Linked DNA regions of Arachis hypogaea: region 1 is linked to region 2. A link is a contact called in public Hi-C data. All regions are on one chromosome and are shown on one strand. The core of a region is the stretch at or near the end of the contact, and the rest is flanking DNA. Distances in the headings are between cores, read along the strand shown.

What was found. Hi-C and Micro-C count contacts between places; a contact is called where the count stands out from the background.
Region 1: a Hi-C map of an unstated tissue shows a contact between it and region 2, with 3 times the contacts expected there. The contact joins the enhancer-like site here to the promoter of LOC112719924 in region 2. A contact is called at or near these places in 3 of 8 Hi-C or Micro-C datasets (leaf and an unstated tissue).

Annotation. Positions count from the first base shown.
Region 1 is chr11:3,600,249-3,602,948 of arahy.Tifrunner.gnm2.J5K5, reverse strand. No RefSeq gene overlaps it. Among protein-coding and RNA genes, the nearest start is that of LOC112724013, 14 kb to the right of the region's middle. Within about 2 kb of position 1,443, at least 2 of the 3 cell types and tissues checked have open chromatin away from gene starts, as enhancers often do.
Region 2 is chr11:3,530,494-3,533,193 of arahy.Tifrunner.gnm2.J5K5, reverse strand. It overlaps LOC112719924 (DNA replication complex GINS protein PSF2), which reads right to left and starts at 1,379. Exons shown (of 10, transcript XM_025770663.2): 1 at 967-1,379; 2 at 296-537.

The DNA.
Region 1 (2,700 bases), core at 194-2,693, 70 kb before region 2:
AATTTATATTTGTATAAAATAATATTAGTTTAAGTAAGACATATTTATAATTTATTATTATTAAAGGAGTTACAATAATTTGTATATCGTTTCCGACTAACGGGGTCTCATGATTTCCACTGCCTGAAGCAATAGGGGCTCGTCTACATCTAATTAATCAACTTATTATTTATTAACGTATTTTATTATTTCCCTTTTCTTGGTGGGAAGCATTTTAATTACCATATAAATTAGGGGAGTACACATATCAGATTGGTTTAAATTTATTGGAGCAGAAAAAGAATGGAACCAATAAAATTTAATCGGTTTAGTTTGGATTAAGTAAGAGTTTTTTTTTTTTTTTTTTTTTTTTTTTAAAGATGAGTGCCCTCAAACAACTAATTTGAACGGATTGAATTCAGATCGAAGCTATTTGGATAATTGAGTATTTACTTAAAAATTAAATTAAAAAAAAAGAATAAAATGAGAAAAAATTCGATAAATTGTAATAGTAAAAAAAAGAGAAAATAAATCATTACAAATTATAATACATCATCAAATTCGTACTTAAATAAATATCATTTAATATTCACAATTTGACATATCTTAATGTATATTATATATTATATTATACAATCTAATCTAATCGGGTGGATTTAGATTTGTAACCATGAATCTAATACTTAAACCGATTAAAGTTAGGTTTTACTGAATTTTATCCAAGTATCCAATAAATACTAGATTAATTAACTTGGATCGAGTCAATCAGTTATATTCTGATTATCTGATTATCCGTATCTGTGTATACTATAAATCGAGACAAAATTCAACAAACATAAAATAAGTAAATTAATAAATCAATCAATAAATATTAGCTAGAATTATCTGAGGAGAGTTCCCACGAAAAGGACCAAATTTTTGCATTATCCTATTTCCAGAGAGCAATAAACTATTTAAGTAGAATTCAAAGTCAACTAACGTAAAATATTCAACCTTGATATAGAACTGTTAAGCTAGCTTCCATGAAACAGAAGTATACCATAAAAAATAACCTGAAATTTTAACAAAAAATAATTTCTAAAATAGGATGCTATTTCAGAATAATCTACCAATTTAGCATTATATCAACATCAAACTTAAAGATAAGTCTCATCAGTAGAGAAGCTACTAATTAGCTCCATAATCATGTGAAGGGATCCCCTTTTTTTTTTTTGGGAATTTTTCAAACTCTCACATTTGTTTAAGATTAGTAAACTAACCATTAGACCAACTCAACTTAATTATGTGAAGGATTTTTTTCACAGTATCTCTAGTCCGACAGACTAAAAACTAATCATTATAAATAAAATTCGAATTCTCAATATGTGAAGGTTTTTTTTTTTTTTTTCACAATATCTCTAGTGCACTCGAGTAACCAAGTTGGTTTGTGAAGGAAAATTAATAGTGGCTTTGCTAACTCCTTATTCAGTCAATAGCCATTGGGTCGCAGGTTTCTGCTTCATTCTGTGATCTAGCACTATCTTTTGGGCCTAACGAAAAACTTGACTAAGGTCCAAAACATACGACAAATATTCACCTATAAAAGAAAAACATTATCCAAGTCCAAAAAAATATATTATAGAATAGATCTCATTAGATGACACACAAAAGACCGACCAAAAACTATATATTACACAAGGAAAAAAAAAACTTTTATCTAAAAACTTCATTGTAGCATTAAATAAAATCAAACGCTTTGTGGTGTTTCCTATAATATTTATTTTCATACTACTTTTTTTAATATCTAATTGATTAAATATTCCAAGGTCAGTCATGGATGTTAAGGTGATTAAATACTCCAATTAGGATGGTGTTTTGGAGTAAATTAAGGTGATTAATCACGTAAAAATATTTTATATAAAATAATAATTAAAAATTATTAGATAATTTGATATACTTAATTAAATTATTTAATATAATACATAACTGCAATAAAAGTTATTTTTACCGACAAAATTTTAATGGTAATAACATAACGATCACTGTATATCTTATTTAATTTATGTTTTTGCAACAATTATATATCTGCCGTTATTTTTATATGTTATAATGGTAATTATATATACTTTTTGCGATAATTAAAAATATTTTTACCGAAAATAGTATAATTGTCACTAAAACCTTTTAGCAACAAAGTATAAGATGACTAATATCTAATTACCAAAAAATATAAGAGCGGCTATTTTTATTTCTGTTAAAAAGTAAAATAAATGACCACAAAATAAAAAAAAGACTTCCAATGCTTTTTTTCCACTTTGTTGACTCAGCACTTATTGCATGAAAGTGAAATTTTTTTAATTTTTTTCTTTATTTATTTTGTTAAATATGATTTTATACCATTTAATATATTTTCATATATTTTTTTTTGTTCAACTTAAAAAAAATATACAATAAAAATTCACACTTAACCAATAATTAAAAAGAAATGAAAAAATCCGTCCATTATTCCTATGTAACCTCCCTAAGCCATGATGCTTTGGCGCCTCCACACTCCACCCTTCAAGACCTTCCTACTCCTAAGCATCTAACATAAAGAAATTAGGCACTGTTAGTGTTGTAAATGTGAGGAACGCATAAAATTAGTTTTTGAAGAGTAAGAAGTTTATAAGATGAGAGATTCATTAATTTACTACGTACCTTAAGGTTTTGAGTTGGATGTGATGTCTTCTCATCTTATGTTAT
Region 2 (2,700 bases), core at 130-2,629:
GCAACAAAATTCAACTCAATAATATTATCCAGCAACAAAAAACTTTGTTCAGTGATATGTTCAGCAACATTTCAACATACAACAACAAATGCAACTCATTCATAATTTGCAACAACAAATTCAACTATAATAATTTTCAAATCCCTAGTATTCAGCTTCAACAATTCTAAAAAACCACATACAACAACAACAACCACCAGTCCATCACCATAAAATTCTAATTTCACTATGAAACCCTAAGGTACACTGAAATTGACACTGAAAGTCTGAAAAAACAGGATCGAAGAGAGCTCACCTGGGACTGACGGTGGAGGAAGTTGACCAACTGAACTAACGGCCGAAACAAGACGACCACCACCACCGCCAGAGGGACCAGATGCTGGTTCCGTCTGCTTCTGCCGCTGACGAAGCGAGCGCAGGGAAGGCGCGACAGAGTGCGAGACCGTGACGACGAGCTTCAGTCTGAGATGAGTCCGAGACCGAGAGAAAAGTGACGGACCGGAGACGAGGTGAGGGGAGAGAGTGACGAGGTGAGGCCTGAGGGGAGAGATTGAAATAATAAACAATTAAACATGACCAGCCGGGTCACCGAGTTTACTAAAAACCGGCCAGGTCGAACCGGTTTTTTACAGGTCTAATACTTGTTCAATTTTGGAGAGCAAAATTACGAGTCCAATGGTTGAAATGGAAAAACATGAACACACAGTTTTTCCATTCTAAAACTCATTGGAAACCAGAAAAACAGATTGGAAAAATTAGAAAATGGTCGTGGAGGTACTACATCAAACGCTAAAGGGATTGGAGGAATTGCTCAGGAGTACTTTCAGAATTTATTCTGCATCTCTAACTGAGGGATCCGAGTGAAAAAATTAGCACAATTCCTCAAAAAGTCAGCCAGAGCACCAATTGAATTCTCACAAGGCCGACAAATGAGAAGGAGAATAGAAGAGCAAATTTTCCATTTACCTTTTCTTTGCACCTTGAGAAGATGAATTCACTGCAAAGTTTTATCAGTTTTACTGGAGCATGATCAAAGAGGACATTATTCAAGCAGTGACAAGCTTCTTTAATGGAGGTAATATGCCGAAATCCTTTAATCACACAGACACACACACACATTTGCTTGATTCATAAGGTGACTAGTGTTTTTATTATGACTCAAATAAGACCTATTAGCTTGGATTCTATGTTCTATAAAATTATTTTTAAAGTGCTAGTACATAGAATGCAGTTTGTTATGTATAGAGTCATAAGTGATAACCAGATCGCTTTCATAAGGTGAAGACTGATTAGTGATAATGTGCTTATTGTTTATGAATTGATGCATTTTCTAAAGAACATAATGAGGTGGGGATTGCGAGCTTACTCCGGAGGATTACAAAGCAAATTAGCTTTTGTGATCGATGGATTAGATATAATTAGAGGAGTGTTTGACTACTGTGTCTTATTCATGACTCAAGACTTTGTTAAGTCTACAAGAGGTATTTGCCAAGGGAATTCTCTTTCCCTCTATCTTTTTATTTTTTATGCATAGGAAATTAGGAATTTTTTCACTTGTCCTACAAAGAAAAAAAAAAGAATAATGTGATTAATCCATTGTCATGCGTAGAGTAATCAAGTTACAGCTAGTAGCTCTCTTGTCATGCGTAAATTTTGAGGCCTGCACAAAGCAAATATCGAGCATCATATCAGTAACAGGAAGTTAACGAAAACTGTTAATCCATTGACAGAAGAACAAACGTGATTAATTTTAAATATTTCAGAAACTAATTTGATTGAAAAAATCATTCGTGGACGGATTTAAAATTCATCCTTCAGGAACTAATTTAACCATTATTTGCTAATTAATGAAAATAGAGGCTGCAATGCACAAGCACAACTCATTCAAAATATATTTAACCCAAGACTAAACAAGCAATTCTATAAACCCCAATCAGACAAGAAGATGATAAAATTGTACGAAGTAACAAGGAAAATGACATTTACTCCGTGAAGACGGGTTACAACATGAGTTTCAATTTTTTCACTCACAAGTTGAGATGGAAGTGGTGTTTTTTAATGTGGCGTGGTTCAGAATCTGAGGGTGAAGCAGGATGAGTTAGGAAGGTGTACGAGTGAAGTCAAATATTTTTTTTTTCTTTTTGGTTCGAGAAAAAATCCAGCACCTTACCAAAACATAAACGACACCATTGCTAAGATTTTCCTATCTTCAAATTTTTCATTCAAAGGTCCCATCTGTTGAGGTTAGAGAGCAGAGTCAGATTGCTTGTAAAGCTAGTTAGGCAAAGTTGCGGAGTAAAACCCCATAATAGTCCCTCAGATTGAGCCCGTACACTAATGTTACCCCTGAGTTTCGAAATGCTCTAATTGCACCCTTCAGATTGAGCTCCGTGCGAAATTCTGGTCCCTCCACCCAATTCCGGCGTGACTTAGCAGCCGGAGCGCTGAGCTGGCAGTTCCACCACCTCCACGTGGGCTTCATCACCTTCCACCATCACCATTGTTCCTCCAATTGGAGCCATTACCCTTCTCTCCCAATTTTCCTTTCTCTTTCTCCCTTCCTCAAGCATTGTAGCTCTTTCCATTGGCCTAAGGCTGAACCACCACCGCGAGCCACCATAGCCTCCACCATCTGCGACTACCGCATCCAACCTCCTCCCTCTATCCTCTCCTTCCCCATCAGGTCCAGAGTCGTCGAGC